Regions from separate parts of the Mus musculus genome. Here region 2 is linked to region 1. Evidence: chromatin contacts called from public HiChIP or PLAC-seq data. All regions are on one chromosome and are shown on one strand. Each heading gives the region's core, a stretch centred on a gene start, on an enhancer-like site or on the middle of the called end of the contact. The rest is flanking DNA. Distances are from core to core; before and after follow the strand shown. Region 1 overlaps Srgap3 (SLIT-ROBO Rho GTPase activating protein 3). Region 2 overlaps Srgap3 (SLIT-ROBO Rho GTPase activating protein 3).

Evidence for each region. HiChIP or PLAC-seq counts read pairs in DNA pulled down with a chosen protein or histone mark.
Region 2: an H3K4me3 HiChIP or PLAC-seq map of embryonic midbrain shows a contact between it and region 1, with 2.4 times the contacts expected there. The contact joins two enhancer-like sites. A contact is called at or near these places in 3 of 484 Hi-C or Micro-C datasets (the N1E-115 cell line, embryonic stem cells and nephron progenitors), 3 of 115 datasets of contacts at active chromatin or transcription factors (SST interneurons, embryonic midbrain and embryonic stem cells) and 2 of 9 other capture datasets (embryonic stem cells and liver).

What each region holds. Positions count from the first base shown.
Region 1 is chr6:112,807,834-112,812,502 of GRCm38.p6, reverse strand. All of the region lies in intron 3 of Srgap3 (SLIT-ROBO Rho GTPase activating protein 3), which reads left to right. Among named protein-coding and RNA genes, the nearest start is that of Gm26799, 110 kb to the right of the region's middle. RefSeq lists an enhancer at 1-3,975. Within about 2 kb of position 2,407, at least 65 of the 459 cell types and tissues checked have an H3K27ac peak or open chromatin away from gene starts, as enhancers often do. A contact at or near this core is called in the N1E-115 cell line, where this site is marked.
Region 2 is chr6:112,901,369-112,906,037 of GRCm38.p6, reverse strand. All of the region lies in intron 1 of Srgap3 (SLIT-ROBO Rho GTPase activating protein 3), which reads left to right. Among named protein-coding and RNA genes, the nearest start is that of Srgap3, 44 kb to the left of the region's middle. Within about 2 kb of position 2,602, at least 49 of the 459 cell types and tissues checked have an H3K27ac peak or open chromatin away from gene starts, as enhancers often do. A contact at or near this core is called in the N1E-115 cell line, where this site is marked.

The DNA.
Region 1 (4,669 bases), core at 1,158-3,657:
CTTCCTTGACTAAGTGTAGGTAGATGCTTACCTCTGGAGCAAGAGGTGCTCAGTTCCGCTGATCCACAGAGCTGAGGATAGGTGAGGGTGGCTCCCCAAGAAAAGTTCGGGTGTCCTTATGAGAAACAAGAGATAATAGATGACCACTGGCCTCTCTATTCCACTCCTTCTATCATACTTAACTAGATGTCCCTCAACAAAGGATGCATCTTACCTCTCAGGATTGCTCAGTCTGTCTGGGGACAGCTGTGATCAATAGACAGTCCTTCGATGCAGAAATGCAATATTACAAGTTTTGTTCTGGCGGCACCCTTGAGGGCTACAAATATCCAATAAATGCAGAAACCTGTTCATTGCTTGGGGGCAGAAATCAAAAGAATCCAGCCAGGTCTTTGCTTCTTAGAAACAAATATTTCTGTTCGCTTGAATCTTCTCTATGGTTTGCTTGTGCTCTCCCCTGAGGCTTCTCACTATGGGCTGTGTTGAGTTCCTCTGACCTGTCAGGAGAAAGGACTGACCAGCCTGGAGTGGAGCGGGCTGTCTCAACACTTCAACTCACTGATCATGCCTCACCTGAAACCTCTAGATTTTTTTTTTGCATCAATTTTTTTGAATCTGGCCTGTATTCTGTGCCTCTTCACCCCTCACACACATTTGTTCCCTTTAAACTTCATCTAATTAGATTCTGGCCAAATGACTTAAGGGACTTTTCAGACAGTGAGAAGGTAGCTTTTTTCAGAAGGCATACACTCCTCCTCTGTTGGAAAGGCTCATATCATAACTTTTTCATGTCGTCTTTGCCTGTGTTACCTTCTTGGGTGATTTGAATGATGTCTCCTATAAGTCTTGAGCCCCGGTCCCCATGGCTGCTGTTTGGAAAGGATTAGGAAGCATGGCCTTACTGAAGGAGGTGTGTGACTGGGTCCAGGCTTGGTGGTTTCGAAAGGCTCCTTCTCTTTGTCTCCTTCTGTGGTTCAAGATGTGATTTCTCAGCTGTTTCTGCCTCTATGCCCTCACTCCACCATAGCAGACTCTAATCTGCTGGAACCATAAGCCCAATTAAATACTTTTTTATCCCATAAGTTGTTTGGTCATGGTGGTTTATCATACCAATAGAAAAGTAGCCTATATACCTTCTCATGACAATTGATTGGCTCTGTGTTTGAGTCTTTTCCTTTAGGATGTAGAAAGTGGGGCTGAGATTTGAGAATGAGTTAAACATGAGGGTGACTGGCAGGCGTGGGGGCGGGAGGTTGGTGTTGAAGGGTAAATGTGAGTCTCCCAATTGGGAAAGGGAGTTGGAATCTCGGACAGAATAGATCATGGCGGAGGTCAGAGATAGCATCAGGACTGAGGTTACAAACAGTAGTCTAAGCCAAATTCAGCTCTTAATTAAGCATAATCTGTTTGGCTCGCATTACATTAAGACAGTGGTACTCAGCCTTTGTAATGCTGTGACCCTTTAATACAGTTCCTCATATTGTGCTGACCCTCCAATCATAAAATTATTTTTGTTGCTACTTCATAACTTCTACTGTTATGCTACTTCATAATTGCTACTGTTATGAATCATAATGTGTACATCTGTGTTTTCTGGTGGTCTCCCCAAATGGGTCTCAACTCACAGGTTAGAAACCACTGCATTTTAAAACTTGGAGATTTCAAGCTGGGTAGGTTGGCAGGCACACACATATAATCGCAGCACTTGGGAGATGGAGGCAAGAAAATCAGGAGTTCAAGGCCAGCCTCAGCTATACACAGTGAGCTTTAGACAAGCCAGAGCTACTTGAGACCCTGTCTCACAAAGTCCAAACCCAAACCAAACAAAACAGTGTTTTTCACTGCCCAGCCTCCCGAATGGTGTCTAATATGCTGTGTTGACTCCTTTGTTTTATCATCCTGGCCGTTCCTGCCTTTGAGTTTGAGGTCTTACCCTTAAACATAGCCTGCCAGTGAGTGTCATAGTCTAGCCTGCGTTAGAGTCCCCTGAAGGTGTGCTAGGTACACTGCTGGGCTCCACCATCACAGTTGTGGATTTAGTAGGTCGGGGGATCTGCATTTCTAACCAGTTCTCAGCCAACTGTGGAAACACGCCAGGGAAGGACTTCCAGTGCAGCCTCCTTGTTAAACAGAAACTGAGGCCCATGTCTGCTAAGGGCATATTCTTTTCCCAAACTTAGGTATTTGACCCAGCTCTGAGTCTACCCCTTCATGGTACAGCAGCTGGGAGAGGGTCACTGTGTGTCACACTCTTTCCTTCTACCCCTGTCTGTTGCTGAGACTAGGTATTGAAGCCCATCCCATCCGCAGCCTCAATCTGTTTTCTTCAGTTTCCTTAACAATAGCCGTCCATTATTCTGCACTCCGATGCCTGTAGAATTTAATTACGTGCCCTGGCCGTGATGTGAATTTGATTGTTGGAAGCTGCAGCATTCTGGAAGAAGCACTAATGAGGAGAGACTCTTAGCAGAGCCGAGAGGGCGTTTGGGGGGCCAGTGTTTGAAAGCAGCCATTCACTGTGTGGCAACAAGGACTTGCTCTTGAGTGAGTTTTCTCGTCCCCGCCTCGAAGATGTCCATCGAATTTCATAAATAAATCAAGGCTTTTGTGTCCGATAATTGCTTTGCTTTGTAACAGAGATCAAAAGCAGCCATGGCCTTGGATTCAAAGCCAAGTTTATTTTTCATTTTTTTCTCCCTTGCAGGAGAGAGTGAGGGTTTGCAAGCTGGAGGGTCCAGCAGTGAGGTCTGCACTGGGGCGGGGAGAACAAAGAGATGAGAGACCTCAGCCTGCCTCCTGTGTCTCCTAGGGAGACAGCCTGTGAGGCAGGCCTCAGCAGGCTTTTCCAATCGTTCAGTACTCATAGACTAGTGCTATTATGACAGCAGATAAGGAATTGTAGCAAAGAAAGGATTAATGAGTGCTTAGTCTATACAAGACCCTAAGCGGTCTATGTGCTCTGAATTCTTTACATCTGTCCGATAGGAACATAGTGTCATCACCCCATTTTACAGAATAGGAAATTCAACAAGGTGGAAGCTTCAGTTTTATATCCAACTCAGAGATAGGTGATGAACAAGACTGGAAATAGTCCAAACACAATGGCCTCTCTTGGGGAGCTCCCAGAGTAGTATAGAAGTTACAGTAGATACAAAGAAATGGTTCGTTTGGATGCAGGGGTGAGGGGCGATCATCCCGACCCAAGTTCTCTCAGAGGGAGGTTCAAGAAGATGTGATATTGGGGATTCAGTGCTGCAGTAAAACTGGTTAACATTCATCACTGCTTGGCTTCTGCAGGAAGCTGGCTCTCAGACAGGCACAGAGCAGAATAGGTTGGGTCCTCACCTGGAGAAAGGTATGGGGAGCAGGGCGTTCAGGGACAAAGTGTGTGGCAGTTATAGGGAAGCTGAGACCCCTGCCTTGTGCTTAGAGGTTGGGCCCTTCCACCCTTCTACTGACTATTCATTGCTTGGTGCTTGTCTCTAGAAGTGTGGGCTGGGGAGGCAGGGGTGCCTGCTTAGACAGATGGCTCCTTCAGCCGCGGATAGCATTTCCTAGGAGGATGTTCTTAGTCCTGAAGGGGAGCTTGAGCGTTACATGGCCTTGGCAAATCCACGGAGCTTTGGGAAAATGAGAGAAGCAGAGATCAGAGGGAGAGGCAGAGCAGTACCACAGCTGAGCCCCGTCTCCGTCTCTTTCAGCCACGTGGGCGAAGCTTGATGCCTTCCACTCTGCTTTCTCATTTTCAAAGTGGAGCTAATGGACATCTCCTTCCCATGGCTGGTACAAGGTTAAGAGATGAGATGAAATGCCCACCTAGTACACAGGGAGCAGTCAACGCACGCTAGTGATTCCTAGGATTCTTTGTTGGCCTTTGAGAAGGAATGACGTGAGGGAAGATTGGGGACAGGATGCTAGGAAGGTTTTCTTCAGGGGGCACAGGTTAAACAAATCCTCGGAAGACACTCACAAGGCTTTGTCTTCTTTTTTATTTTTTATAACCTCATCTTTCTTCCTTCCTTCCTTCCTTCCTTCCTTCCTTCCTTCCTTCCTTTACCTTATGACTTTGACTAGGACCTCTAGCCTGTACAACATAGAGGAAAGAGGTACCCTTGACTTCTAACTTCTTACCATTTAAGAAAAAAAATGAAGAAATTGGGACCACTAAAGACCCCCTCAGCCCGATGAAGACGGTTCACCAGCCCCGCTAGCAAATCCTGCTTCCTGCTTCATGGCTGCTCATAAGATTAATATGCACACGTTAAGAATGTTCCTGTGTGCCAAGCTGATTCAGTTAGGAAGTGTCATTAAGATGCATACGTGAGGAGAGAGGAGTGAGTGCAGATTAATGTCCTTGAAGCACAAATTAGCCACATCCCGGGAGTGTTGGTAATGGTCTGTCATTGCCGTTCAGATATACATATTTCATAGTTCACATTGTAATTCCTTCATTTCTCATAATAATCAAATTCATGGGTTTCTCCCTCTTGTTCAAAATATTTCTGTTTTGCTTTTGAGGCAGGGTCTCATCATGTATCCCTGGCTGGCCTGGAGCTTGCAACACAGAGTGGGTCAGCCTTGAACTCACAGAAATCTGCTTGCCTCTGCCTCCCAAGGCTGGGATTAAAGGTATAAACTACCATGCCTAGCCATTTCAAATATTTTTAAT
Region 2 (4,669 bases), core at 1,353-3,852, 93 kb before region 1:
ACCCAGGAACATCATGTTGAGTGAAATGAGATAGATACAGAAAGAAAAATATATATAAAAAAAGTATATGAAATAAAAGAATGAAAAATACAGAGAAAGAGCCTACAAATCACTTGTGAAATTCTTCAAAAGCCAGCGGTACAAAAGTAGAGACTGAGACACCGGTGACCAGGAAGTGGGTAGGTGTGGTCATCAGGCAGAGAACAGAAAATAAGAGACGTGAAGGGCAGACGAGGCTGAGGTGGGCAGGGTAATTAGCAGGAGGGGGCCCAATAAGGAGCTCCCCACCAAAAAGGAATTCTATTAAGAATTTTGGTTAAATGAATAAATTTTAGCTGCTCTTATCACAAAAAAAGCAAATATTCAAGTGACAGGGATGTTAATTTGCCTCATGATAGTAAACTCTTAACTATAGATTTATCCCACCACAGCCTCTTGCAGAGCTCAAATATAGATAATACATCTTCTTCTGAAAAAGCTGCATTTAGCCTCCGAGCGGTGGTGGCGCACACCTTTAATCCCAGCACTTGGGAGGCAGAGGCAGGCAGATTTCTGAGTTCGAGGCCAGCCTGGTCTACAAAGTGAGTTCCAGGACAGCCAGGGCTACACAGAGAAACCCTGTCTCGAAAACAAAACAAAACAAAACAAAACAAAACAAAACAAAACAAAACAAAACAAAACAAGCTGCACTTCACAGAAGCAGCAGCTCAATGCCAAGTGCTGCAAACTCCTGCCTAGAACCGAGCCCAGCGCCACAGATAAGGACCCAGGCAGACGCCACTTGGTGAATGAGAGGAAGTCCTAGTTGGTATCCCTGGGCTTAGTTAGAAGGAAGTCAGCGTTTGAGCCAAAGTTATATGAAACAGTAACAAACATGAAAAATGAGGGGTTTAGATTATTGGAAGGGAACTTGGAGTTGGCTCGGTCAGAGTCCTCTGTCTCCCTGTCTCTGGGTCTGAGATTTTATCTGGTAAAACGGGTCTGATGGTACCTAACGCAGACGCCTTGAGGACAGATTACCAGCTTGTCCTGGTCTACCTGGAACTTACCCAGTTCCTGTACCCAAAGTCTCCCATTCCAGAACCCCACTCAGTCCCTAGAGAACAGGCCCAGGGTTCCCTGTGCAAGGATTAGCTACCGCACTCACTGGATTCTACATCCCATCCATTCATTCAGCAAAGACAGTTGAGGACTGACTGTGCTCCCAGTGCCAGCCTAGGGTCTAGGACTGTAGTAACCAACACAGATTCCCTGCTTTTTTAACATTATTATTTAGTTTTTTTAATTGGATATTTTCTTTATTTACATTTCAAATTTTATCCCCTTTCCCGGTTTCCCTCCCTTCCAGAAACCCCCTATCACATCCTCCCTCCCCCTGCTTCTATGAGGGTGTTCCACCCCCCACCCACCCACCCACCCACTCCCACCTCCCTGCCCTCGATTCCCTTACACTGGGACATCCATTGAGCCTTCATAGGACCAAGGACTTCTCCCATTGATGCATGACAAGGCTATCCTCTGCTACATATGCAGCTGGAGCCATGTGTACTCCTTTGTTGATGGCTTAGTCCCTGGGAGTTTTGGGGAGCTCTGGTTGGTTGATATTGTTGTTCTTCCTGTGGGGTTCCAAGCTCCTTCAGTTCTTTCTCTAACTCCATGCTCAGTGCAATGGTTGGCTGCGAACATTCACCTCTGTATTTGTAAGGCCCTGGCAGGGCCTCTCAGGAGACAGCCATATAAGGATCCTTTTAGCATGCTGGAAAGATTCCCTGCTTCTTGAAGATAACTTTTAGCAGGGGGAGGAAGAGGGTCATGAAGTGGGGAAGCAAGGCATCCTGTATTGTCAAGCAATGGTAGGTGTTGTGGTGTGAGCTTGTAATCCCATTGTTGGGGGGCGGGGGTGGTGGTGGTGGCAGAGGCAGGTGGATCTCTGAGGTTCACTGGCCAACTAGCCTAGCCTAGTATCAGCAAGCTCCAGGCCAGTGGGAGATTCTGTCTCAAAAAGCAAGGTGGACTGTGTCTGAGGTATGACACTGGAGGCTGACCTCTGGCTTATATGTGCGAGGGCGCGCACACACACACACACACACACACACACACACACATGCACACAGTGAGGAACACTTGTATACACACAGCGGGGAATGTAAAATGTTTTATTAATAATACTCTATACTTATTACAGATGTAGGTAATAACAGTTTGAATATTCAGGGTAAAGAGAACATAGCATTAGCATGAGTCTCACCTCCTCTTCTTTGTGACTACTGGAGCATCTGAACTGAAATGATATGTAGGGCTCTGTGTATTGATTGGATTGTCTGGAGAGCTCCATACACATCTTCGGATGAGAGTCAGCCACACTCCGGATGTTCCTTCCCCACTCTGGGGTCTGAAAGGAGAGTCTTTTCCAGCTGTTCAGTCCCACACGTCGTTTGCACTGCTAAGTCCCTACATCCTACATGGGGATCAATATTTATGGCTGGTGGAAGCTTAAACAAGTCACAAATAGGCCAGGCAAGGCTACGTCTGAAGCTTGTACCGCACAACTCTTGGCTGCCTGCACAAAGGGAGGTTCCCAGCATCCCCACTCTGCTGGGATTTGTGAGTTAGCTTCCCTGGGACAATAGATTTCTTCATTTCAAAGCCTCACTCCTATGGCTGCTGAGGCTGGGGGCGGGGAGGACCAGCCTTTCCCAGCTTTAGGTCTCTGTGTATCACTAATTGTATTATCACAGTTTCTTTAGGGGAATAAAAAAAATCACGCATTTGATTAGCACTTAAAAAAAAGAACCTTAGCGAGGTTAAATCTGCTTGGTACCGCATTTGGGTGTAGAATTGTCTCCTACCCCCAACCCCCATTGGGCAGAAGAGAGAAAATTTTGTATTTTGAAGCTGGAAAAGGGCTTTTGTGTGCTCTCCCTCCCCCCCCCCCCCCCCCCGTTTTATCTCCTGACTGATAGGGTATTCAGGGAGTGGAGACAGCCAGTGTTCAACACAGAAACAGAGATAAGTTCAGAGCCGAAGACACCAGATGACCAAACACATCTAGTTAAAACCCAGGCATGATGGGAGGTGTGCGTTTATAAATTGGGGGGGAAAAGAGAGCTCCTCCCCTCCCCCAGTGCTGTGGAGGCTGCCTATTAATGCTCAACTCAGAGCCCTGCCTGTGAAAGCCCCAGGATTTTGTGCCTCTAGCTTTTTCATTACGCTTTCTGCCTCTTCCAGATTTGTTGAATATCACAGGACCCTGTTGGCTGGAATTTTGACTCATGAAGTCTTCGGACTTGAGGTTTAAGTGGCTTTCAAATTCCAGTTCTCCCATTTGTTTCCTGCACCACTCACGCATCTTGATCTGCAAATGAGGCAGTCACAAAAACAGGAGAGGGCCAGGTGGTAGTGGGGACAAACTTTGTCTCATCCACTTCTCTGGGATTTGGTGGGAGGTGGGGAAGGGAAGGGAAGGAAACCCTGTGCATATCTGGCTGCATTCGAATATGCTCTTTGCATCTTTATCTGCAGGAAGGAGTACAAGGTTGCCATGAAAATCAAAAAGAGTCTTGAGCTGTGGAAACCATTTGCAAAGGGCTGTCTATTCCAGGGTTCTCTAACTTCATTATTTAATAAACCCTTTAAAAACACACACACACACACACACACACACACACACACACACACACACGTCTCTCGGTGTGATGTGTATGCATGTTTGTGTATGTGGGTACATATGCTCATATGTGTGTCCTGGCAGCTCACAGCAACCAAGGCTGACATCAAGACATTTCCTCAATCACCCTCCACCATGCTTACTGAGGTCTCTCAATTGAACCCAGAGCTTGTCAATATGAGTAGTCGAGTTAGCCAGCTTGCTCTCTAGATCCATCGTTTCTGTCTTGAGTGCCAGAATATCATGCCTCCCTATCCACCAGGCATGTACATGGGTTCTCAGGGTCTGGATTCTAGTCCTTATGCCTGTGAGTCAAGGACTTTGTCTGCCCGCCGAGCCTTCTCTCCAGACCCTCCAGATATCTTTGAAGTACCAGCATGTGTCAGGCTCTGAGCTTGGCACAGAGGGACACCAAGTGCGCAGCCACATTCCCTCCTGAAGCTCCGTGGCAAAAATCAGGTTGTTAAAATGTAGCGAGCAAGAGCTATGGCGAGCTATGGGCCGGCACTGCAGGAATGCAAAATGAAGTTTATCTGCTCTAGGTTTTGGGCTGCTGAGGGCTCCTGGGAGGCAGTCATGGCTGGGCTGGAGTGCAAGGTTTTAGTAAATGGTAAATGAATGATATAATTTAAGTTGCTGTGAGCTGCCAGGATAAGCATTCCAGCACTCAGTGATCAATTTATAGCTAAGAAACTGGTTCAGACAGGTAAAGTAAATGTCCTAGCATGTATGTGGCACAATTAGTATTACAGTCCAGTTCAGTGCTTAGACTAACATTCCCGAGCCTGGGACTATAGGTGGTTATTTTGGTTATAGGGGGAGACATGGGTAAAAAGAACTTGGGCTCTGGAACCCTCCAATTTAATGAAGACATTATCTTTGTTGTACCGAGTTCTCTGAGAACCAGTCTGTGAGTTGGAGACATGTGGAAAAGTCCACTGCAGATGTCTCTCATAATGAAAATCTGCACAAAAAAGAAGGAGGCAAGCCTGGACAAGGGAA